Linked DNA regions of Rattus norvegicus: regions 2 and 3 are each linked to region 1. A link is a contact called in public Hi-C data. All regions are on one chromosome and are shown on one strand. Each heading gives the region's core, a stretch centred on a gene start, on an enhancer-like site or on the middle of the called end of the contact. The rest is flanking DNA. Distances are from core to core; before and after follow the strand shown.

Region 1 (3,498 bases), core at 615-3,114:
CGAGAGGACTTCTCACCTGGAGCACACCTTGTAGTGTCTAGGAGTGAAGCCAAAAACTGGAACCCGCGACTGTTGAGGCAAGAGGAGGCCTGGGGAGTACCCGCGCAGCGGGCCTAACTCGGTGACTGCCCCAAGGCCAGCACCGGCTCGCATGCAGTGCGCAGCGCCTTGGACCCGAGGCCAGCTTTGTGCTCTGGGCTTCCTGCCTTTCGAAACAGACTCCTTAGTTCGCTGTTTCCCCGTCTTCGTCGTTCTTTAACTTTCTCTCTCCCCTTTTTCCAACCCCTTATTGGCCAGGCGAAACTGCTTCCAGCCAAGTTGATACAGTGGTTTAAATAAATTGTGTGTTCCAAGGAGTCGGAGGGGTGGGAAGGGCTCTGTGATCTGGAGCTTGGGTAGTAAAAGAGAAATGTGGGGATAGCCGCTGTTGAACCTCCGCTCCTCAACAGGGGTTACCACGAGGGGAGGAAGGAGAGCCTAGGAGCGAAAGGTTATTGAGTGTCCGCAGGTGTGTGAGGGACTTTAGGCGTCTCTGCACGACCGTCATCCCCTACCTGGGACTTGCCATCTTGGGAACCCCCCTCTTCCAAGCCGTACTAGATACCGCCACACCCCTCAAATTCCACGCCGCTGTTTGTCGGGTGTCCTCCGCTTACGTCTTCTAGAAGAGCCCAAGACAGAAAGTGCACTAGCTCCGCACCCAAGTCTGGAGTAGAGCCGCGGCGCCCCCAGCCGCTCACTCCCAATCTAGCCAGGTTCTAGGCTCTGCCTCGATGGTCATAGATTCCCTAAACCCACCCAGGCCGGGACAGACATGTCCAGGTTGACTTCTCTCAGGGCCAAGGAGTGGAGTGGGCTGGGCCAGGGACAGAAGCTGGGTCAGGGTAACTGAGACTTGGGGACAATGGAGGTGGCAAAAGGAGGCTCGCGACCCCTCCTGCAGGGTCTCGGTCCAGGATGGATTCAGGCGGTAAACATCGGCATGCACCAGTCTGCTTTGGGCTTCTGAGCCGGGAGAAGCGCCCACGGCAGCTCGCAGGACCCGGAGGGTGGACGCGGGCAGCACTGTGCGACTGGAGACCAAGAGCAGGCTCATTGATTTGTTAGCTGGATGGGACTGGTGATGAAGGGAGGAGGGGGCGTTGCCATGGAGACCCAGGGTGTGCGGCCGCAAGGGAGGGGTCAGGAAATTAGTAGGTTCGGCGCTAGCGACGTAGGTCCAGGGGTTCGGGCGCGGCTCGTTGCGCCCCAGCACCTGTGCATTGTGTTGCACCGGCGGCGGGCGAAGAGGATGGCGCCAGGCAGGGCATGGGCAGGTGGGAAGGGCCTGGGTCTGCAGAGGGGCAGCTCCTGACTGGCACCTACGCGGGGAGCCCTAAGGGCTCCGCGGGGACAGGGCAAGCCATGCACCCGGGGAACCGCTGGGCAGTCGGGCAGGGGGGCAGGGCCCGGAGCTTAGGGCAGCGGCCCCCTGTCCAGCCGTGCAGACTGACAGCAGTCGGGCCCGCCCCGCTTCGCGTCACTTCCGCTGACGGCACTCTCCCCCCCCCCCACCTTCTGGGTCTCTGGAGTGGACGGAGACTCCTCCCCCTGGCGATTGGAACACAGGTCACGTAGCAACGCAGGGGAGACGGGGAGAGGGGCGTGGCCGGGCGCTAGTCCAATCAGCGCCCGCAGAACGGGCCCAGGACGCTTGGCTTTAGCAACGTCGTTAGCAACACGTGGGGCGGGAGGACGAGCTGGGAGGGGGCAGGGAGGGAGAGTGCGCGGGGGAGGGAGGAGAACTGACGTCAGCGGGAGAGTATTATGGGCTGTCGAGGGCTGGCTGCTGCTTTTCTGCTCCTGGAAGCGGCTGAGGGGGGAAGCGGCGAGTCAACATGGAGCTCTCGGCGGTGGGGGAGCGGGTGTTCGCGGCCGAAGCCCTCCTGAAGCGGCGCATTCGCAAAGTAGGTGAAGGGGAAGGCGGGCGGCGGCGCGGGCCCTCCCTTACCAGGGCCGGGGCTCCCTCCCCCTGCTGCAGCCCAGCCTCCCTTCCCCCAGGTCCCAGCAGCGGCCGCGGCCGTGTCGGCGGCGGCGGCTCAGCCCCAGCGCTCTCCTTAGACTTGCAGCCCTGCACAGATTGCATGGATGGGGGGCGGGGTGGGGGATGAATGCCGGTGCATGCACTTTGTGCAGCGTTTCTGCAGCGGTGCTGCAGTGGGCTGGTTCCTTTGGCGGCAGTGTTTGGAGCATTCATTTGGTGCATGCATTTTCGTGTGTATTTCTTGTGTCCTCGTCATGCATTCCTCCCCACGCACACACATACACATGCATTTTCCCTTTTGCATCCTCAGGGACGCATGGAATATCTCGTGAAATGGAAGGGCTGGTCGCAGAAGTAAGTAGGTTATATGCAATCGCAACCCCACACTGATATCGAGGAGGGTTCTTTCTTCCTCTTTTCCCCTTCACATTGAAATACAACACAAGGCAGCCGGAAAAGTTGCACACACATACCCGCCCTCCACTCCCTCCTCTCTCTCCTGCTCCAGGGACTGATGACTGATTCTTCCTGGTTTCCTTTAGGTACAGCACGTGGGAGCCTGAAGAAAATATTCTTGATGCTCGCCTCCTTGCAGCCTTTGAAGAAAGGTACAGACCCTTAGCCCAGCCACTCACTGGAACCCATACAGGCTGACTTCGGTGCAGCCAGGACACACCCCCTTCTTCTATCTCTTTTCTTTCTTTAGGGAACGGGAGATGGAGCTCTATGGTCCCAAAAAGCGAGGACCCAAGCCTAAAACCTTCCTTCTCAAGGTATGTTGCAGTCTCCAGTGGTGGAGGGTGACGTTCAAGGAGGATCTGCTGGGTTTGTAAACCAGTGGGTGTCCTTGCCCTTTGCTTATTTGTGAAGTGGGCATCTTCTGACAGCATGTTTTCAGTCTGTGGCAGCATCGAGGGGTTCTAGAGGTGGGACGTAGCTGCCCCAGAAGGCCTTTATTTCCCTCTCCAATCACCTCAAGTAGACCTATAATGTTATACAAGGAGTCTGTTGGTTGCAAATGGCTGCTTCCAGACAAATCCCCCCCCCCCGCCCCCAGACTACTACCAAAAGGCATTACTCAATTAGAATTTCCCAGGCATCCAGGGAAAGTTGGGCAGTCGAGGCTAGAGGTCTTGTGGGGGGCGGGGCTCTTCTCTCCTCACAACACCTTCCTTCTGCAGGCCCAGGCCAAGGCAAAGGCCAAAACCTATGAATTCAGAAGCGACTCTACCAGAGGCATCCGGATCCCTTACCCAGGCCGCTCTCCCCAGGATTTGGCATCTACTTCTAGGGCCCGAGAGGGCCTTCGGAACACGGGGCTACCCCCACCAGGGAGCAGTACCAGTACCTGCAGGGCAGACCCACCTCGGGACAGAGACCGAGACCGGGATCGAGAACGGGACAGGGGTACCAGCCGTGTAGATGAGAAGCCCAGCTCACCGGGGGACAGCTCCAAGAAACGAGGACCCAAGCCC
Region 2 (3,498 bases), core at 732-3,231, 95 kb before region 1:
TGGGTTCTCCAGGTGCCAACTGAGAGAAATGTCCAGATGGACATGGGAAAGGGTGGAGAGCCTGTTGTCACTGTCCCTAACATACCAGACGGTCCAAGGGACAGCCTCAGAGAACAGAACACTGTGGTCAGAGGGGAGCTCTGAGCCCTGGCTCCAAGCTCACGCCCTAGAAATGGCAGCCTCTCTCCCTGCCTCTGTTTCCTGTCTACACTGGACACAAATGGGATACAGGGTAGTCAGTATGTGGCTGCCAGCTTAGAGTGGGAGACAGACTCTGGGTTGGTGCCATCTCACTGTCCTGACCCCCTTGGGGCACAGGATGTGAAGAGAGATAGACACAGGAGTCTGCAGAGCTGCTGTGGAGGGCGGAGGGGGCCGTCCCGAGTCCCTGGCGTGGTCTCTACTATCTCGGGTCCTTGAACCTTCTGTTCTGTTTTGCAATTGGTTCACAAGGCCTGGTTTCCTTTCCTGCCTCTGTCCTTATCACCCAGACTTCTAACAGGACCACAATGACTGATTGTGCTCCTGCTGGTGCAGCAGAACAGCGGGACACCCCCCCCCCTTCCCCAGCCCTACTCTCTTTCTCTGATGGCTTTGGGACTATAATGGATCCCATTGTGAGTCATTCGTTCAGGTGACAGTGTGGCCCTTGAGTTGAAGGGCAGTGGGGGCTCTGGAGAGAGTAGCAGAGAAGCCCTCACTCCCACCCTGAAGGTACCAGGGAGGTGAGAGAGGGAAGTCTCAGGATAGCTGTTTCCTGTGTCTAATGGAGAGGGCTGCTCACAGGCCGTGTTTAAAATACTCGGTTTCTTGTGAACAAAATACATTTCTTTCTTTTTTTTTTTTAAGATTCAGTGTTGACGAAACAGGATAAGTTGGTGACTTATATTCCTGCCATGGCTGGGGCTTGAGCGACTCCAGGGTGACAGAGTTGCTGGGTGGGAAAGGTATTCAGACGGCACCTTCAGGGAGTCACTTGCTGCCATAGGGAGCACCATTCAGCCATGTCCTGAAAACAGTGGCCTGGACTAGTTCTGGTCCAGCCCCTGTGGACCCACCCGGGTGCCTCACTCTGAGCATTACCAGCTCTGTAAATAGGTCAGGTGGAATCCAGACAGCCATCGAAGTGTGTCCACAGTCAGAAGCCCCGGCTAGGCCTCCCAAGCTACCTCTCTGCTCATCAGTCTGGCCCCTAGCTAAAGCTCTCCAGCCCCCCAAGAGTTCTACGTGCCACCTGCTACTTCAGCCAGGGCCAGGGCCCCAAGGCACTTCCTGCCTCACGAGGTTTCTAGAGAAAACCCCACAGGGGATTTCTCAGAATGTTCTGCAGTTGCTGCTACTGCTGCTGCTGGAGGGACTTGGCAGCCGCCCCAGAGGACTTGGCAGGAGCCCTGGTGGCCTGGCCAGAATAGAGAAGCCATCCAGGTTCCAGTGTCTGGTATAGGGGACAGAGACTGTCATCAGGTCCTACCTCTCTGCTCCTTGGTGACTGTCTACACTGGATATCCCTAGCTAACCGGAAGCCTGTGCAGAGGACTTTAGCATCATGCCTGGGGGCACAGACGGCAAAAGAAACCAACATCCTCAAGGACTCGGTGTTGACCAGCTTCTGCTTGTTTGTCTGCTGGGCTCACTGGGTCTTCCTGGTGTGGTTACTTTGGAGAAGAAATGGGATTTGTTCATGGCTAGACGTACAATCAATTCCCCACCCACTGGGGCATGAGCTAAGGAGGCCTCCTCACAGCCCTATCTCTAAGCCCTCACACCCAGAGAAAGCCTGAGACAGATGGGGAAGAATATCCTCCTGAGTGAGAGGAAGAGGCTTTGGGCTAGAATGGATTGAAGAGGAGATTATGTGAGAGACCACAGAACAGACTGGGAACTGCCTTTACTGGGCTTGCCCGTCTGCGCTGGGTAGCCTTCTGTAGACAGTGTGTAATCTGGAAATCGATCACTGCAAGAAAGGACCTGGAGTCAATGACCTCCCATCCCTGAGCAGCAGTGGGAACCTAAAGAAACTGCCCAGCAGGCCCAGAGCCTCCCAGGTGAAGCTCTGAAAGGCCAAAGAGAGCTCTGCTTAGATCAGAGCTGCTGTCCGGAGGGAGCCCGGGTTTGAGGGAGCCAAGAGGACTTGAAAACCTGTTTGTACCATGCCTGGCGGGGTTAAATGACAGCACCCAAGAGCTGCATGAATAGAGCCAAGCATAACGAGGTAGGGGACTGGCCCAAGTGGAGACTTTGCAGAGTAAATAGCCAGGGACCTGTGACTACAGCTCATGGTCAGGTTCAGGCGGGTGGTCTGAACAAATGCAGGGCTGGCAACGGTGTTCCGAGGGCCACCAGGGTGGGTGGGAAGGCTTCCTGAGGGAGGTGACCTTCTTGCTGGTGGTAGGGTATCACAGTATTTCTTCGTAGCTGTGAGTGGTTTTTTTGTTGTTGTTGTTGTTGTTGTTGTTGTTGGTTTTTCTTTGGTTTGTTTGTTTGTTTGTTTTTTTGAGCATAACCACAGACCAGCTCTGCAGAGACAGGATGGACAGAAGTGTAGGACAGAAATGCCTAAGCAGTTTAGTTATTTTCTTTTTTCTCTTTTTAAGAGACTGATTTATCTTGTTTTATGTATACAAGTATTTTGCCTACATGTATGTGGCAATGCTTGTGTACCTGGTGCCTGGGGAGGTCCAAAGAGGGAGCCATATCGCCTTGGGATTGGAGTTAAGAGATGTTTGTGAGCCGCCATGTTGGTGCTGGGAATGGACTCCAAGTCTGTAAGGGCAGCACGTGTTCTTAGCTCCTGAGTGGTCATCTCCCAATCCTTGGAGAGATGACTTCTGAATGTCACTGTCCCCATTTCCAAGAATATGACTGACTGCAAGGCATTTATGCACACCCCGGGTTGCACGGCCATCGCTGGTGTGTGCCCGAAGTGTTCCTATCACCCGGGAGGAAAGTCGCCACCACTGTGGGTCTGTCTGCCTCGTTCCCACCGCTCTGCAGCGCCTGTCAGTCATGCTCAATCATGTCAATCAGAAGCCTTTGCCACGTCTTTGTCTTGGTTATTCTGGAGGTGGGTGTGGTGTGTGCATGGGTGCCTGCTTTTGTGTTTGTGCACAGCGTGTGGAGGCCATACAGCCATGTCAGGTGTCTTGTGTGTGCACACACTTAACTGAGCCAGGTCCTCGAGGCTCTTCCCTGTTGATTTCGGTGCCTGGGGTGTTTTGCCTGTACATACATGTATCTCTGCAACACATTCCTGCCTTGTAAGCACAGAGGCTGGAAGAGGGCATCGGAGCCCCTGGAACTGGAGTTACAGGTGATTGTGAGCTACTGTGTGGGCACTGGGAATTGAACCTGGGTCTTCTGCAGGAACAGTTCGTGCTTTAGCCACTGGGTCACCTCTCCATGCTCTTGGTCTATTTGGTGACTCTTGGGATGGAATGGGTTTTGTACAAACCAGGCAAGTGCTCCACCACAGAGCCATATCTAGCTCCTCCTGTGGCA
Region 3 (3,498 bases), core at 609-3,108, 67 kb before region 1:
ATCTCAGGCACCCGACCGGGCTAGCCTTTTCTGACAGCCATAGCCAGGGAGGCCACCTAGTCACACCTCTTCTCTCCATCGAACTGGCCACCGTTCCCTTTCCAAGGTGGACCATCATCAGCTCCCATCATCTCTTCCCTTTGCTCCAGCCCTTGCGGTCTTCCTTGTCACATGCACCCCTTTGCTGACCTCCTGCCAAGACGACTACCTCTTCCTCCCTCTGTTCTCTGTCCACACTGACACCACCAGATGTTCACTTCAGTCCAGTGTCCGTGTGTAAGCATGTGTGTGTGCGTGCCTTTGTCTGTTTCTCCATGATTCCCCACTGCCCCAAACTGGTCTATTCAAAATCTCTTATTCCATCCCCAGAGCCCCTCTTTGTGCTCTGAATGGGTTCCCCAAAGTCCCCACTTCCTTCCTTCCATCAGTCTCCTTTGCTGTGCCCTCGGGGACTTTCTGGCCTACATCCATCCCTTCTGTGACTTCCTTCCTCAGATACTCCCCGAAGGCTGCCACTGACCTTCTGCTGGGTTTCCACAGACGGTGACTCAAACCTACTCTGCAATCCAGACAGCCCACAGCAGCACAGTGCCGTACCAGGGCATCGAAGGTTCATCATCCTTCTAAGCACCAGAGTCAGTGAGGCACTGTGTGTGTGTTAGGCTTTGTAAGTGACTGTCACGGTCCAAGCAAGGACTTAAGATCTGGGTACTATCTGCATCTGGGAGAGGCAGGGCTGCAAGTCAGACCATCCGACTGCTGTCCCACCCCATCCACTACCCACCGCCCAGCCCCTCTACCTGTGCCTGTGACCACCGTCCCCACAAAGTGTTTCTTCCTTCAGGAGCATGCTCTGCTCTTGCAGGAGGCCTGGATCTTTTTACCTCCAGCCCTGCCACCACCTTGACTCCTGCGTTGCGCGCTGAAGTCGTAATAACATGCTCTCTGCTGCCCGTTCTTGTCCACCGCACCCCAGCTGCCAGGTTAATCTCCAGAGAATGCCGTTAGGACTGGCGCCTTGATCACCTCGCTTGTCAAATGCGGGGTTCTAGCTCGATAGATCAGCATCTTTAGAGTTCAAATAAATCCTTTGGAATCCTGAAGACCATTATCCCCCAAGATGTGTGTGGCTCAGGGAGACTGCTGGGGGAGTTGGTGTCAGCCCTAGCCTGCTGGGGCTTTGCAGTGCTTAGCCAAGGAGCCAGGCAGTGTGAGTCAGTATGTGTGTGTGTGGGGGGGGTCAGTGTCAGGCGAGGGTGGGTTAGTGGGGGGAGGGTCAATGTGAGAAAGTCATTGTGGGAAGGTCAGTAGGAGAGGGTCAGTGTGGGGGAGGTCAGTTGCAGGGAGGTCAGTGTGTGCTGGGTCAGTGTTGGGTGGGTAGGGTGAGTGGGGCTGTCAGTGGGGGAGGTCAGTGTGGGGGAAGGTCAGTATGGGGGAAGGTCAGTGTGGGGTTTGGTGTGGTGGGGTCAGTGTGGGTGGATCAGTACAGGAGGGTTAATGTTGGAAGGTCGGCATGGGGGATCTGTGTGGGAGGAGGGTTTATGTGGAAGGTCAGTGGGGGGGGTTCAGTGTGAAAGGTTAGTGGGGGGAGAGAACAGGGGTCACTGTTGGGGGTCAGTGAGGGAGGGTCAGTGGAGGAAGGGTTCATGGGAGAGTCTTGCTCACAGGGCAGAACCCAGGGGAGAGGGCTGCATGAGAGTTCTGGCTTGGTGTACAAAACAGCCACACCGCTGACATGTTCTCTTGCCCTTTGGAGCCTGTGGGTGGTGTGTGTGTGTGTGTGTGTGTGTGTGTGTGTGTGTGTGTGTGTGCGCGCGCGAGCGCCTGTGTGAGTCTGAAGTTCAGATGTGAGCAAAGGGTGGAGCCCTGCAGGAGGGAAGGGGAATGCTGCCTCTTCCAGCGTGCGGTGCGAACAGCAGCCCTGGGTGCTTCTTAGCAGCGGCAGTGCTCCTATCTCTGCTTGGTCATCCCAGGAAGGGATGCTACATATCTGTATCCAGATTCTTTCTTCCTCCGAGGACACCCATGACACTGAACAAAGCGCCCACTCTCGGTGGGCTTTCATCTTAATTTGATTATGTGGAAAAAGATCTGGTCCCTGCCAAGGTCACACTCCAAGGTCCCAAGATGGACAGGAGTTTAAGGACAAAGGGATTATTCAACTCAGTAGTGGGCAAGATGAGATAAGAAATCTCAAATGTGATGTTCGGGGACAGCCTAGAAATGTCCCCGGAAGCAGAGGGCAGGGCAGCAGGAGGTGCTGATGCCAGGTAAGCACAGGAGCAGAGACAGCCATTCTGGGCATCCTAGAACTTTGTGGGTGGGGCCAGAGGAGCCCCGCCCCACCAGGACATCCGCAGCCCTCCTGGAATCAAGCAGCTGCGGGCTGCCCTGCCTGGCCACCAGCTCTGCGAGAGAGACACATGCGCAGACTGGTCCTTGAGGACAAGCCCCATAATTACCCTCGGCTGCCAGCACACAGCATCCACGTCAGTGATAAGCCAAGCTGGGCGGGAGGTGCACCAGCCCACAGACACCTCAGAGGTGCAGAGGTGGGCCGGTCCTGCTGACATCAGCGGCTCTCTGCCTGAGACAGAAGCTTTGACCATGCTTCGACAGGAAGAAGGCCTTCCCTAGAGGAAACCTGAGCAAGCCGCCTGCGCGCTGCCAGGCGGGCATCGCCAGAGCCCACAGGAAATTGCTATCTTCTGGGTGAGATTTTTTTGCCTAGAGCTGTTCTGGGCAGATGGCATATTACTGATGCGACTATCCAGGTCCAGTGAAGTCTGGGAAGGTCATCTATCCTGCCTCGTTCTCTATGTCCACCTTTGTAGCCACCTGCAGAGGCAAGCTGGGGCCAGCATTGTCTGTTCACTTTTGTGAGGGACCAGAAGTCACATACCAAGCCTGATTAAGGAGCAAGAGATTGTGTGACCACTGCCACTCATCCCCGCACCTGTGCCTCATGCCACGGGACCTGGAAGGAGATGACGTCAGACTCTGATGGGCCAGATCCCAGAATAATTGTCTGGACGGTGAATATTAAAGTCCCAGATCCACATTGTCCAGGAAGGAGACCGCAAGGCACACATGGCTTCTGAGCAATTAAAAGGTGCCGACTGCCAAAATCCATGAGGGGCTGCCAAGACTTCGAAGGGCCACGACGATAAGAAAGACGCCACCGTAATGTTTATATTGACCCCATGTTGAAGTAAAAATATTTGGATGCCGGAGAATAAGCAAATAGAGTATTAACACTTACTATGCTGACTTCTCTTTTTAAAAACATGTTTATATTTTTAAATTAATTTTATTTGTGTATGATTGCTTGTCTGTCCACGTGTATGCAGGCTGGTTTGCCTGTGGAAGGTAAGAGAGAGAATTACCAATGGCTGCGATCCACCATGTGGGTGCCGAAAATCAAACTCGGGTTCTCTGCAAGAGAAACAAATGCTCTCAACTACTTAGCCATCTCTCCTGCCCTACTTTTTATCTTAA

What was found. Hi-C and Micro-C count contacts between places; a contact is called where the count stands out from the background.
Region 2: a contact with region 1 is called in a Hi-C map of kidney, with 2.1 times the contacts expected there. The contact joins the enhancer-like site here to the promoter of Cbx8 in region 1. A contact is called at or near these places in 3 of 12 Hi-C or Micro-C datasets (kidney and liver).
Region 3: a Hi-C map of liver shows a contact between it and region 1, with 2.3 times the contacts expected there. The contact joins the enhancer-like site here to the promoter of Cbx8 in region 1. A contact is called at or near these places in 2 of 12 Hi-C or Micro-C datasets (hepatocytes and liver).

Annotation. Positions count from the first base shown.
Region 1 is chr10:104,793,866-104,797,363 of GRCr8, reverse strand. It overlaps Cbx8 (chromobox 8), which reads left to right and starts at 1,864. Exons shown (of 5, transcript NM_001034078.1): 1 at 1,864-1,946; 2 at 2,334-2,377; 3 at 2,566-2,631; 4 at 2,730-2,796; 5 at 3,205-3,498. The coding sequence starts at 1,878.
Region 2 is chr10:104,888,559-104,892,056 of GRCr8, reverse strand. No RefSeq gene overlaps it. Among named protein-coding and RNA genes, the nearest start is that of Cbx4, 49 kb to the right of the region's middle. Within about 2 kb of position 1,981, at least 21 of the 93 cell types and tissues checked have an H3K27ac peak or open chromatin away from gene starts, as enhancers often do. A contact at or near this core is called in kidney and liver, where this site is marked.
Region 3 is chr10:104,860,826-104,864,323 of GRCr8, reverse strand. All of the region lies in intron 2 of LOC103693490 (a long non-coding RNA gene), which reads right to left. It overlaps LOC120095222 (a long non-coding RNA gene), which reads left to right. Exons shown (of 2, transcript XR_010055909.1): 2 at 496-1,108. Among named protein-coding and RNA genes, the nearest start is that of Cbx4, 21 kb to the right of the region's middle. Within about 2 kb of position 1,858, at least 20 of the 93 cell types and tissues checked have an H3K27ac peak or open chromatin away from gene starts, as enhancers often do. A contact at or near this core is called in liver, where this site is marked.